2 separate regions of the Oryctolagus cuniculus genome follow, and region 2 is linked to region 1. The links are chromatin contacts, called in public Micro-C maps. All regions are on one chromosome and are shown on one strand. The core of a region is the stretch at or near the end of the contact, and the rest is flanking DNA. Distances in the headings are between cores, read along the strand shown. Region 1 has its middle 89 kb from the start of TPD52. Region 2 holds the start of ZBTB10 (zinc finger and BTB domain containing 10).

Region 1 (7,344 bases), core at 2,774-5,273:
AGCCTTGCCTCCTCCCCTTGACTTTTTTTTTTTTCTAAATTCAAGCTAATAAAATACCTAGTAGCTAGGTGGCTGTCCTTTCAATATAGCAGCACTAAACTAAAGGTTACTACTAACATAAGAGAGTGCTTGAATATAAATATTTATTCAGCCTCATAAAAGGTAGTCAGGAGGCTTTTTACACAATGTATGCTCTAGTTAGCACGCTGCTTTCAAAGTAGGAAACACCACACACATTCACCGTGCTGAGCTGAGCTTAATGCTTAGGAAGTCCTGAAAGGCATCGTGCAATCTTAAGTATTTTAAATCATTTGATATTTACTGAATGCTCAATGGGAGCGGAGCAGAGTACACAAGGTCTGCTGTAGGAGAAAGTGGAACGATGGTAGGATCTGGGCCAGACACTACAGAACATCATATTAAATGCTTGAAAACATTTTAAACTTTATAGCTTTGTTAAATAAAATGGGTAGCAAAGGATAGATTTTGAAACCCACACAAAAAGAAGTCTAAGGAGACGTTTTCAATAGAAAAATGCATTTAGGACAAGAGACAGGGCACTTAATTTTGCCTCTAGAGTTTTAGAGTGTGAGTGTGAGTGTGTGTGTGTGTTTCTGTGTGTGTTTAAGAAACTGATAAGCGTGAGAAACTCCATGCATATAAAATCATCAATTCTAAAAATTTCTGACTTTGTGAAAACCACAGTTCAAAAGATAATCACACGGGGCCAGCATTGTAAATGGCAAGTTAAGCTGCTGCCTAAGACACTGGTATCCCCTCATGAGCATAGGCCTATGGGCCTGGGAAAGCAGCAGAAGATGGCTCAAAAGCTTGGGTCCCTGCCACCCACATGGGAGACCCATGTGGGAGTTTCAGGCTCTTGGCTTCAGCCTGACCCAGCTGGGCTGTTGTAGCCCCTTGAAAAATGAACCAGCAGATGGAAGATCGATCTCTCTCTCTCTCTCTCTCCTCTCTCTGTAACTCTGCCTTTGAAATAAATAAATAAATCTCAAAAAAGAGAGAGAACACAGAGTTTCATAAACTCTACTTGCTACCCAGTAAACACAGGGTTTAAAATCCCAGGTTCCACCCTACTCATTCTAAACCCCAGAGCGTTTAAATCTGAGCCATCCATTTACATGCACACTTACCATCTAAGGCCCCTACAGCCTCATCAGCAACTTTCTTTGTTTAGCCAGAGTTCTGCTTCTTAAGAATAAACTGGGAAGAAAGAAACAAGAGGAAGAGGGGTCCAGCGCTTTGGTGCAGCGGGTTAACGCCCTGGCCTGAAGCACCAGCATCACATATGGGCACCAGTTTGAGTCCCGGCTGTTCCACTTCCTATCTGGCTATCTGCTATAGCTTGGGAAAGCAGTAGAAGATGACCCAAGTGCTTGGGCCCCTGCACCCACATGGCAGACCTGGAAGAAACTCCTGGCTCCTGGCTTCAGATCGGCCCAGCTCTGGCCGTTGCAGGCAATCGGGGAGTGAACCATCGGATGGAAGACTTCTCTCTGTCTCTCCTCTCTCTGTGTAACTCTTTCAAATAAATAAATTAATTAAAAAAAAAAAAAAAAGAGGAAGAGGGAAGCAAAGGGCTCACACGGAGGGACACAGAGGCTGAAGCTGCTGGAACCTGCCTTGGCCACCTCTCCTGTCAGGCAGTCTGAGCACCTACCCTGGGTCATGGGAACACAAGGTGAAAGGGTAGGGAGGCGGCCAGAAAGAAAAGCTGGCGAGGCCACACGGTTCCCACACAGGCAGTGTGGAGCAGGCCTGCTCACCTTCCCAAGGCAGGTGACTTCCGAGCAGTCGACCCAGCTCACCACAGGGAGAGGTTAGCTGTCCCTGGGTGTCCCCTGTCAAACAAGCACCGACATAACTAACCAGAATCTCGACCAAAGAAGACGTATGAACACGAGAAGACAGAACAATCTTATCTTACAAGCCAGAGAAGCCATAAAATGTCTTAGGCACCTAAAAAAAAATCTAGTCCCATAAAAACACACAAAGTATATTAGCAAACTGGAACATTATAGAGGCATTAATGATTTTGATTCTTGTCACCCAAGCTACAACCCAAAACCCATCAAAATAATCACTTCATTCACCTAAATCAAACATATTTAATCTTTCACAAGTACCTGTTATTCTAAAAACATGTTACATATGATACCACAAAACAATTAATATAAAACATGAACATACACATTTGTCACCTATCCCACTGTCCCATTAAAAACCAGGCAGAATAATGCTGGCTTACACAGTGTGCCCCGGGCCTTCTAACAATACACACAAGACTGGTGACAAGCTTGCTAACTCTTAACATTGAGTGTCTACTATGTGCAAGTTATTACCTAACCAACCAAGGATGATCAAAAATGAAATGCTCCTAAACTCAAGCAGCTTAAAATCTAGACGAGAATGTGTATGTGTACCTATACATATGCACAGTGTCTGCATATATCTATATTATACATGATGTTGCTAAGCATGGCATATGTGAAGTGTGCAATTAACCTGAGGAGTATGAAGACAAGTACAAGGCTCCAGAGAGTCTCTTACAAGTTATCAAAAGTAAAATGGAATACATGGAATGTCATTATTTACATAAAAACTCTCATATGGAGGCAGGCATTTAGGCGAGCAGTTGAGGTATCTTCATCTGACAAGGGAGTACCTGGGGTCAGGAAGCAGCTCTAGCTCCTGACTCCAGTTTTCCAAGAATGCAGACCCCGGGAGGCAGTGCTGATGGCTCAGATAATTTGGTTCCTGTCACCCATGTGGGACAGACCTGGATTGAGTGGGCTGTTGTGGGCAGCTGGGGAGTAAATCAGTGAATGGGAGTGCTTCCGTTCGTTCTGTCTCTCTCATAAATAAATTTTAAAAACAACTCATGCAGGAAGGCAAATACTGGAGGGAAAAAAAAAAAGGCAAAAAATAAAAACTATTGCATTAGGGCTTAAAACAGAAGTGATTCCCATTCCCACTTCCAAGCATTATTTCTGTTCGTTAGCGTTTATTTAGCTCTTTAAAACCGTGCCAGCCTCATCTGTGTGACAGTCACTGCTTTATTATCAGCCAGAAATCCCTAAGATGAAGCAACATTTAAATCTGGGAAGAAAAAAAAAAAAAACATGCCCAGCTATTGCCACATCTCCAGCAGCGATTCTATTCTGGACAATCTGACTTGAGTTCCTGTCTTAAGAGAAAAGTGCATCCAAAGCTACGGTTAAATCAGACAGAGCAACCCAGGACCCTTCCCTTCTCCCCAAGAAACCCAGAGCCACCACCTCGCAATCTGGGGACACACGGTACACACAGCCATCGCCGCAGCCACCACAAATCCTCCGCACCGTAACTTCCAGGAGCACGGGAAGTCTCAACGTTGGGGCGGGGTAGAGGGTCGTGGTCCCCTCCGTGAGAGAGGAAAACGATCCAAGGTCCCCAGCTCCACCAGCGGCTCCGAGCACTTACAAGAGCCGGCGGCCCTGCGCTACTCCACCAGGCTTTATATCCTAAGCGCAACGCGATCGCCAGCCCCGGCCAGCGCCTTCGCCGCCTCCCAGAACCTTCTCTCCCTCGATCTCGATCTCTCTCTCTCTCTCTCTCTCTCTCTCTCTCTTAGTCTGTTTCTCTCGCTCTCTCCATCTCCTTCACGCACACTCGCTCGCTCACACACACACACACACACACACAGGCGGCCTCCTCTGCCGGCTCGCCTCCTCGCTCCAGCTCCGCCGCCCCGGGATGCCGGCTGGCACTCGGCGAGACGCAACTTGCCCCGCACCTGCTCCGGCTCGGGGCCGCGCGCAGCCCCGCGCCGAGCCCGCGCCCACCCGGAAGCCGCGGCGCCCGCCTCACCTTGCTCGCCGCGGTCCATGGCTCCCGCCCGCCGCCTCGCGTCCTCCGCGCCTCCGCCGCCCGCAGCCCGTCCGGCTCGGCCCGCCCGCCGCGCTGCGCCGAGCTCCTCCTCGCCTCCGTCGCGCGACTCCCGCGAAGTCCCCACCCCCAAAGGCGTCGGGCGCGGCGGCGCCGCCCGCGCTCGGCCGGGAGCGCCTTCCCGGGGCGTCACCCAACCACCTGACCCGGCCGACCTGTGCGCTCCGCCACGTCGGCGCAGGCGGGCGAGCGGGCGGCGCCGGGCGAGCAGGGCCGGGCGCGTCCCGGCCTCGGTGCGGGCGGGAAGCCTGCGTGGAGGAGGGAAGAGGGGGACCGCGGCGGGCTGGAAGCAGCCATGGAGGCTGCTGGGGGACCGGGATGGGCGGCGTCTGCGCTGCACCTTCAAGTTCTTTATAAAATCAAAAGTTTCCTCCGAGGCGTCGGCGATGCCTTTTGTCCGCCTCTGCGGGCACCTGCTCTCATGTACTTAGTGAGGAGAAGGCACAGGCCGGTTATGTAGGAATGCCATTGGCTCTTTTTTTCCCCTATGTGCGTCATAGTCTCCTGTTACCCGAAATGATACTCTATGATGTCTTCCCTAACCAGGTCAAAACCCAGCAGAGGTGAAAAATCACAAAGAATCTCTAGAAAATTCTGTCGTCGTGTCTTTTCATAGAAAGTGTGGATGTTTTTAGGAGACTCGATTTCCATGTAATAAGGACAGGACTGTTTTGAGTGCAGGACCGAGGACAACGCTGGGAAACGGATTTAATCGAATGAAATTAATTAGATTAACCAAAGGGCAAGATTACCAATAGAATCTTTGGAAAATGCATTCTGTGGCTTCTTTTCTATCGGTTGTTTAAGTTCCTGTATAGGTACTTTCTTTTTAAATTTACCTTCTAATTCCATTTCCCACAAACTTTTTTTTAAAGATTTATTTATTTATTTGAAAGTCAGAGTTGAGCCAATCCAAAGCCAGGAGCCAGGAGCTTCTTCCGGGTCTCCCACATGAATGCAGGGGCCCAAGGACTTGGGCCATCTTCCACTGCTTTCCCAGGCCATAGCAGAGAGCTGGATGGGAAGTGGAGCAGCCGGGTCTCTAACCGGCGCCCATATGGGATGCCAGCACTGCAGGCAGCAACTCAACTGGCTATGCCACAGCACTGGCCCCTCCCATAAATTTTTGTTTACTTTTTTTTAAGATTTATTTTATTTATTTGAAAGAGTTACAGAGTTGCTTACTTTTTATTTTTGTTTATTTTTAGAGATTTACTTCATTTCTCTGAAAGGCAGAATTAGAGGGAGAGAAAGAAAGAGCTTCCATCTGGTGGTCACTCCAAATGGCCAGGGCTGGGCCAGGCCAATGGCAGGCGCCTGGAACTCCATGTGCACATGGACGGAGGCCACAACAGCAGCCATAGCACTTTGAATTACTGCATTAACACTCTGCTTGCAGGGTGTGTTACAGTAACTCATGTTCTACAGAGTCACTTTAACATACGGCTCCTACGATGGTACCTCCGTTTCATGAGCCAAGGGACAGTGCAAGTGACGAGCGCCTGCTTCTGTGTCCTGCCCAGACTCTGACTTGCCCTTCAACTTGAGGCATGATGTAATGAATCCCCTGCAGGCAGTAGGCATTTATTAACGATTTCTAAGTGCGCGTAGTTACCTGAAGTGACTCATGCTTTCTATCTCTATCCTGTTGCACTGTGAGCAGAGTGTGGCTCCTTCCTCACCATGTCTCCAAGCCTTCTCCTCCATGACTTTTACTCTGTTTAGGAAGTGACATCACCTCCCGGAGCCTTGCTGTCACTGCACTTGGCTTATCTGATGCATCACTCACCTGTGGCGCTAATGTGCAGTGCAGACTGCCACAGCTATCATGTATCTGTTTCACAGCATGACTGCATTACAGACTCCAGGAGGGCAAGGACATTTTAATCTTTACATCCCTTTAATTATACCATGCACTTCATAAATATTATAATTTTTACTTTTAGATTTCAATGTTAAACTATATTGTATTTGCTAACAATCCAGTGTCTATAGGAGAGACATACATTTTTTAAAAAATTATTTTTAGTGGTGCTGGTTCGTGTTCCAGCTGCTCCTTTTCTGATCCAGTTCTCTGCTTATGGCCTGGGGAAGCAGTGGAAAATGGCCCAAGTGTTTGGGCCCCTGCATGTGCATGGGAGACATGGAAGAAGCTCCTGGCTCCTGGCTTAGGATCAGTCCAGCTCCGGCCATTGAAGCCACTGGGGAGTAAGCCAGCAGATGGAACACCCGTCTCTCTGTCTCTCCCTCTCTCTGTATGTAATTCTACCTCTCAAATCAATAAATGAAAATTTTTAAAAATGAAAATTTTTTAACTTTTTAAAATTTATTTTGAGACACAGACAAAGCTCCCATCTGCTGATTTACTCCCCAAATGCACAACAGCTAAGGCTGTGCCAAGGCAAAGCTAGGAGTCTAGAATTCAATCCAAGTCTCCCATGTGGTGCAGGAACCCAACTACTTGAGCCATCACCACTGCCCCCAGGGTGCACAGCAACAGGAATCTGGAATGGGCAACAGAGCTAGGACTCAAACCCAGGCACTCTGATTTGGGATACGGGCAGCCCATGCGGCATCTTAACCACTGGGCTAATTGCCTGTGGCAAATTTTTTTTAATGTAATATTAAGGCAAATTTAGGCATTGAAGGAAATTCTATAATATGGGATAGAATTTCTTACTGGCTGATACTCAGGTCTGTTGTATAGAGATAAACATCTGGAGAAACAATCTCTCATCCTATGATCTAATTTGTTGACAAATTGCATTTAAGAATGAGTGTTGGGTACCAGCGTGGTGGGCAAGTTAAACCCCTGCCTACAATGCTGGCATCACATATAGGTGCCAGTTAAGTCCTGGCTGTTCCACTTCCTATCCAACTCCCTGCTAATGGCCTGGGAAGGCACCTGAGGATGGTCCAAGTGCTTGAGGCCCTGCTACCCATGTGGGAGACCTGGAAGAAGCTCCTGGCTCCTGGTTTCAGCCTGGCCCAGCCTTGGCCATTATGGCCATCTGAGGAGTGAACCAGCAGGTGGAAAATCTCTGTCTCTGTCTCTCCCTCTCTCTCTGTTTAACTCTTTCAAATAAATAGGTTTTAAAAGGTATAATTATTACATGTAAATAAGCAATATTTTCAAAAAAAGAAATGTGTTCTATTTATACTTATTTAACTTACTATATACAGTGATGAATTTCATTGTTACATAAGTTGAAAGGGGAAAATTTTTTAAGAGTTTATCTACTTGTTCACCTGCTGTAAGATGGCTAGTAACCTACTGAATATCCAACATTCTCAGTTTCCTTCCTGAAAGAACCCAAATATTGTTTGGGGTAGCCTACTGTGAGCCTGCTGACACAGTGGCCATCCTGACTCCCTTGCAGCTAGGGGGTAGCTCTGCAA
Region 2 (7,344 bases), core at 3,379-5,878, 280 kb after region 1:
CCTTTGACAGAAATTCCCATTAGAGTTTATTTTAAAGGAAACAATATATCCTAAAGGAACAATATATACAAAGTTTTAAAGATCTTCACTAAAGAGTTGTTTATGATGGCAAAATAAACAAACTGTAAGCAATGATATGTTCAATAATGAAAGACTGGTTAAAGTCAAGCATTCTGTACCTGCAGTCACTAAAATAATACTTAAAATAATTATATTAAAACATTAATAACTGAAAGCAAGAACAGTCTAGGATCCAAGTTATAAACACCAACAAACAATTTTAGCTAGGAAAAGAAGAAGAAGATCATGTTTACAGAATAGTGATTAATTCTGGGTACTGGAAATAATGAGTGATTAGCTTTTTCCCTCCTATGAGCAGATCTGAACAAGAAAGTTTAAAATTTAATACAGTTTATAATTACGCAGATATAACAACTGTTAAGTGTATTTTAGTAGTTAAGGATGCCTGCCTTCGACTGGAGGCTATTACTCTTGTATACAGTCTTAGAAACTTCTATCTCATTTATAACCTTAAGCAAGTTGGTTAGCTTTTGTGTACTGGGTCTCCTCATCTGTCAAACGAGGATAACGATACCTGCTTTGATTTAACTCACAAGGAGTTTGTGTAAACTACATGTTTGCAATTCATGGGGAAGCCACACAGAAAATGGCACTAATATTATTTATACTCAACTACATTATTGCTTTTAAAATAAATACAATGGAAACATTAACTCGATACTTTTATTGTTCATATAACTAAGGAAAATAAAAAGAGGAAACAGAAAAAGTGGCCTATTAAAATGTGTTGGAAGGGAAGACATGGTAAATGACTCAACATTGACTGATTGCCTACTGGGTGCCAGGTTGGGCCTAGGGAAGCAGGGAGCAGAAGACAGTCCCTCTCCTCTCGGCCTTCATTCTAGTGGATGCACCAAGGCCGTGAAGGACAGTCACGCTGGACAACGGAAGACAGGCTCAGTCGGGTTAGTGCCATCACAGTTATGGTGGGGCTGGATCAAACGTCAACATCAGCAGTTTTACATAGCCTAAAAATGACGTTAGGGGACAAACTGGTTGGGGATGCCCCCATTCTTAAGGGGTTCCCCTGGTAAACATAAGGGGGAATTCCCTTGAACACTGCAGAACCCTAACAGTAAATATAGGGGCTACAGGGCAGAACAGATCCCTGCTTGCTAGCAGGAGACTGGAAGGGGTGGGGGAATTCCTAAAAACTCCCTTTACAGAGTAGGAGATCCCCTTCGTCACCCAAAGTTCCCTTGTCATAGGGCATTCTGAGAGATCTGTGACTGCTGGCCCCTGCATACTTGTTTCTGGTTTGATCTTCCTTCAGGGTTTAGGGGAAGGCAATCGAGTATATACAAAAAGTGTACATAAATACCCAGGCGTGTGTACACACACGCAATGTGTGCGCACACCACACACAGATACTGTTTGGCTTTTAGGAGTTCAGTGGACCTGGAATTTAAGTCGTTTGTACCACTTGAATCTAGTGTCACTCACCCCTAATCAGTCCATGCTTAAACATAATTCCAGATAGGGGGCAAAACATATGTTACAGATCTAAGAAAAATGCAGTCCTAACACCATCAAGGATTCTAACATTTTTGGTTGAAGTTAGCAATATTAAAAGCAAAACTAACAAGACCAGCAGAAACTTAAACAGTGCCAATTATGTACTAGGGATACAAGACGAGAACCAAAAGATCTGAATTTAAGTGTTGGGATGCAAAACAGGCTTTGAAGTTCACATAAAAATTCTTACATCTATTTTCATTTCCCATCACCTTAATCCTGGATAAGTAATTAACTTCAGTAACTCTTGGGTTTTTTTTGTTTATTTGTTTTTGTAGCGGAGGAAGTGTGGTGGTTTAAATATATTCAATAAAGTATTTACTTGCAAAGTGCCTAGAATGGAAAAAACTGACCATGGATTAAGGACAAAACATGCTATAATCACATTCCTTCACACGTGGCACTATTATATATGGCCACAGTATATAAGAATGCTCTCATTTCTCCTGGGCACAAAGTAGGTCCAGGTCACACACTGCCCTGTCTTAAACTTTCCAATAACTAAAATCAAATAAAGCCGGGCAAGGACAACAGTAACAACAACAAAACCTTACAAACTGTGCCAACCTGAGGACCTACATCAAAGTGTCAAGCTTGCTGGTTCGGGATGGCTTAGGTGACAAGAAAGATGGGTGACAACACGCTTGTTGCTGGAAAAAGAACTCAAAGCCAACATCTTTTTGTGGCAGGGCAGCAGTGTCATTCTCTACATCAAAATTCCATTGCACCCAGGTGGCAGACTTAACGTTTGATCTACAATCTGGCTGCTCTGCACGGTACTAACACTACAGTGAAGCGACTGTTGCCTCAAATAAACCTATATAATCAATGCATATTGGTCTGGATGTACACTGATGTGTTTAGTCCACTTAAAATATTAAGACAAATAATATTTTATATGTTCAGGAAAATATATTCACTCCTGAAAAATATACCATGTCCCACAATATATATTCAAAGCATTAAATACTGTTCTTATTTTGGAAACAAACATCTCTGAAGAATTATAAAGTTAGAGGGTATGAAAATTGTTAATTAGTGCTCTCTATAATTTTACATTAATATATAAGGTGGGTTAAAGCCTCCACTCCAGTCCCTCTCACTGGCAATCGACCGCCTAAAGACTGCAGGCATATTTTTCGTTCTTCCTATGCATATTCTAAAGGAATTATTTATGTAAAAAGCCGGTTCTTATCAGCAGTTATCTCCGACTTGTTTTATATGCATTTGCGATTCAGCTTCTAGTTGATGCATTATTTAGAGTAAATAAAACACCCCTCCATGGCCTGAAGGTATCTTTTTGGGGGGGGGGCGGTGAAACTTGTTTGAACGACAATAACAAAAAAAAAAACTTGACTTATCTAATACTGTAAACTAGCATATGAGCCTAAACACTGCAGAATTTGCTACATGTAGCATCTTTTTAAAAGACTTTTTTTAAAAAGGGATCAATGTTAAGGGCTCCAAACCGGAGAACCTTTCAGTGAAAAAGTCCACTAGGATGGTCGCCTTGGGCGCTTCACTCCCAGCTCAATCAGTTCTAATCACTCTAAATTCTATATGCAATGTAAACAGTTGGCGTTGCTTTTTTTTTTTTTCTTTTCAAATGAGCCCTTGCTGCGCTGGGGCTGGCAATCTCGGGAGCCGCGCGCCGGGTCCGTGCGAGCAGCCTCCTGCCGCGGCTGGGGAAAACCCTGCCTAATATTTATAACGTTATGACATACTGTAATACTCACAAGGTGGTTGTAGAAGTATAAACACGAGCCGAGCCCTCTGATTGGTTGCCGGTGATGTAACACCCATGTCAATACTTCCCAGTGAACGCACGTGTTCGACCTTTTATTTAAATTTCCATTTCATCACGGCCGTCAAGACACTCGGGGCGGTGCGTTTTCGGCGAGAGGATGGTTGCCCCCGGGGCCCGAGGCGCTGCCCTGGCATCCAGGGCAGGCGGTGGTCCGCGGCTCGCCACCTCCTCGCCCGAGAGGCGCTCGCCCGCTCCAGTCTTTGTGAGGGGACAAAATAAGTTCACTTCCTCGGGCACCGCCATCCACACACACCCACACCCCCACCCACCGCACCCCACCCCACCCCACCCACCCCCAGCAAATGACAAGGCTGGAGCGCAGCTTCCCACCGCGCACTTATTTCCCAAAGTCCCAGGTGAACTCGTGGCGAGAGGAGGAAAACGCGCGTCCCGGGCGCGGGTAGGTGCCTGTGGGCAGCGGGGAGGCGGCCAGACCCTGACACTCGCCAGCTGTTTGTCCTCCGCGCAGCCCTGGCCCCGGCCGCACACGCCCGCCCCTCCCCGAGACCCCCAGCCGGCCGCCCGGCCTTTTGTCCCCCCGCCCCTCGGCCGACTTCCTTCCCTGCGGCCGCACCCCCGCCCCCAGGCCGGAGGCGCGGCCCGGCCCCTTTCCCGGTCCCCTGGCGCCCCCACCCCACCCCAGCCCAGCCCCAAGCCCAGCCCCCCTCCCCCAGCCCGGCCCCCACCCTTTCCCCCTCCAGCGGTTACTGCTACCCCGGTGCATTGTGGGCGCACGGTCCGTTGTTCATTTGCCATTCGACCTCCGCCAGGGCCTGGTCGGACGGAAGCGCTCCGCCGGCTTTATTGTCGGCTCGTTATGTGGCGGAGCCGGGCAGTTTAACGTGCCTCTCGTCCTCAGCGCGTCGGCAGCCGGCGGCGGCGGCGGCGGCGGGACTCCTCGGCGCGCCGGAGGAAGGATATCTGTTTGGAGGGTCGGTGTGTGCGCGCGGCGTAGAAGAGGGGGCAGCGGAGGGTCTCCCCGCACTCCGCCTCTCAACTTCGAAGGCCCCACGCGCCCCGGCTCGCTCCTCGCCTCTCCGCCGCCCGCCCCCTTCTCCGCGCGGGACGCTGCCCGGAGCGCAGCGGGGCGGGGGTGGAGGACGCGGAGAGCGGCCGGAGGCGGCGGCGGCGGCGGCGGCAGCGGACGCGGACGCGTGCGGCAGCCCCGGGCGCGAGCCGGGCGGGAGGGCGAGGCCGAGCCCCGCGAGACCGGAACGCCGGGGGCGGGGGCGAAGCGGAGGGGGAGCCGCGGGGAGCGCGCGGGACGCGGCCCGAGGCCGGGCGCGAGCCGGGGCACCGGGCGGCGGCGGCGGCGGCGGCGGCGGCGGCTGCGCGCGCCATGTCGTTCAGTGAGATGAACCGCAGGACGCTGGCGTTCCGAGGAGGCGGGTTGGTCACCGCCAGCGGCGGCTCCACGAACAATAACGCTGGCGGGGAGGCCTCGGCTTGGCCTCAGCAGCCGCAGCCAAGACAGCCCCCGCCGCCGGCGCCGCCCGCGCTTCAGCAGCCCAATGGGCGGGGGGCCGACGAGGAAACGGAATTGGAGGGCCTGGAGCCCCAAGACTTGGAGGCCTCCGCTGGGGCGGCCGCTGCTGCGGCTGCCGCGGCCGCCGCCGAGGAAGCTAAGGAGTTGCTGCTCCCCCAAGACGCGGGCGGCCCCACCTCGCTGGGCGGCGGTGGCGCGGGGGGCCCCTTGCTAGCGGAAAGGAACCGTCGGACTCTGGCCTTCCGAGGAGGCGGCGGCGGCGGGGGTCTCGGCAACAATGGCAGTAGCCGCGGCCGGCCCGAGACCTCGGCGTGGCCCCTGAGGCATTTCAATGGACGAGGGCCGGCGGCTGTGGAGCTGGAGCTGGACGCGCTGGAGGGGAAGGAGTTGATGCAGGACGGCGCGTCCCTGAGCGACAGCACCGAGGACGAGGAGGAGGGGGCGAGCCTGGGCGACGGCAGTGGGGCGGAAGGCGGCAGCTGCGGCAGCAGCAGGCGGTCGGGCGGCGATGGCGGGGACGAAGTGGAGGGCAGCGGTGTGGGAGCTGGCGAAGGAGAGACTGTCCAGCACTTGCCGCTCGCGCGGTCCAAGTCCCTAATGCAGAAGCTCCAGTGCTCCTTCCAGACCTCCTGGCTAAAGGATTTTCCCTGGCTGCGGTATTCCAAGGATACTGGCCTTATGTTTTGCGGCTGGTGCCAAAAGACCTCCGAGGATGGGGGCAGCGTGGACCTGCCCCAGGTGGGGCACGATGAGCTTTCTCGAGGGACCCGCAACTACAAGAAAACCCTTCTCCTGAGGCACCACGTCTCTACCGAGCACAAACTCCACGAAGCCAACGCCCAGGTAGGCTAGAGCTCGCGCCTGCCTCTTTTAGGGGGAAGATTCCTTGGCTAAACCACCCATTCCCCTGAGCGAGGGCATCGCTCCCGTTGAGAGGGGTGCGGGGAGCCTTCCGCGTGGGGGTTTGGAAAGCCTGGGAACAAGTTTGCAAAAGTTGTGTATGTGGTGTGGGGGGAGGGGAACGGAATGACAATTTTCTAATCGTACCGCTGACTGTGTTTTTATGTCTTTATGACTGAGATTTCTTTGCTCTTGGGATTGAATCCAGTAGAAGGTTTTGAAAAAGTAGGTTGAAGGTTTTAGTCTAAAAGGATGACTTCGGGTCATGTATTTTATTAGCTGTGATTTTAGCGAAGCCGCCTTATGTTCGTAGAGGTTTAGTGTACTGCTGGAAGTCAGATCTGGCAACTGAAGAGTGGATTAGGCAGAGTTCCCTAAACCTGGCAATACCTCTCCCAAGAAACCGTCTAGCCGAAAGAGTTCTTCCATTAGAGCACGATAATGTGAAGTGTCAGAACTGTATGTAAATGTTGGGGAAGCTATTTGAATAACTCCTTTCTCATGTGAGTAATTTTACTAAACTCGTCTCGGCTGAACTTGTTGAACTTTCTTACCAAGACTTGCTTGTGGTAAACTGTCGTAGCTTTGACCTGTGTACTTCTATCCAGATTTCTGTGCTGAGAGTCTTCTATAGCCTTCTTTTTCAGAAACGTTCTTGTAAATCAGTTTACATTGAGTACTTTAAACTTAGCGTGGGAGATATTTAGTATGCAGTTTTTTTGGATCAAGTAGTTGATTTGAACTGGTAGGGAATTTTTTTTTTTGACCAAATTCTTGAAAACCCCAGTCTTTAGCTACAAATCAAGTAAGCTGTACTTTAGTTCTTAGTCCTCGTTTTAACATTTCTAGTCTAAAGATAGTAGCCTAACCATCAAGCCAAAGATGTTGATCAGCCCGTTTTTTTTTTCTTCTGACTTTTACAAAAAGATCCATGAATGTGGATGGAAATCATTCTTTTGTAGCCAAGTCATTGATTTTAGAAAGTCAATTCTCATATTTGTCCCTTGGTGTGTTGTTTATTGGCGTGATCTTGCGTTCAGCACCCTTGTAAGGGAGTTAGTTAGGCACACCAATAACCACACAGACCCAGTACAGAAGATTCTCAGAAGTTGGGGCTTTCACTGAAAAAGCATAGGGTTATTATTCCTATATACTTCAGATACAGTTTTGGGGTTTTTTTCTTTCCTTGCAGATATTTAGTTGCTTAAACCCTAGGAGGAAGATCATTTAAAGATACAAGCCCCAGAAAGGTTAAGTAAATTGTCCTAAGTCTTAAGAGTTCTGGGTGGCAACTGAGACTAAAGCCTATAAGGAGTGTCGTAATGGAAAAAGAATGGGTTTGGAGTAAATCTGGGTTCAGATCTCAGCTTTCTGCAGTTGCTAGCTTTGTGAGCTTGGGCAATGAAGTGAGATAGAGCTAACATTTTTCTTGTTTTTCTGTGTGCCAGACACATTTACTGTGCAAAGTGTCTTTGTTTCCATTTTATAGAAGAGGAGTCTAAGGCCTTAAAGGGTTAATTAACATGCCTGGTGTTATTCAGTAAAATACTAAATA

The links. Hi-C and Micro-C count contacts between places; a contact is called where the count stands out from the background.
Region 2: a Micro-C map of ear pinna shows a contact between it and region 1, with 6 times the contacts expected there. The contact joins the promoter of ZBTB10 here to the enhancer-like site in region 1. A contact is called at or near these places in 2 of 6 Hi-C or Micro-C datasets (ear pinna and an unstated tissue).

Annotation. Positions count from the first base shown.
Region 1 is chr6:105,717,933-105,725,276 of mOryCun1.1, forward strand. No RefSeq gene overlaps it. Among named protein-coding and RNA genes, the nearest start is that of TPD52, 89 kb to the left of the region's middle. Within about 2 kb of position 4,024, at least 8 of the 8 cell types and tissues checked have an H3K27ac peak or open chromatin away from gene starts, as enhancers often do. A contact at or near this core is called in ear pinna, where this site is marked.
Region 2 is chr6:105,996,734-106,004,077 of mOryCun1.1, forward strand. ZBTB10 (zinc finger and BTB domain containing 10) reads left to right here and starts at 4,629. Exons shown (of 6, transcript XM_017341413.3): 1 at 4,629-5,732. The coding sequence starts at 4,743. LOC127490727 (a long non-coding RNA gene) reads right to left here and starts at 4,076. Exons shown (of 7, transcript XR_011389489.1): 1 at 3,333-4,076.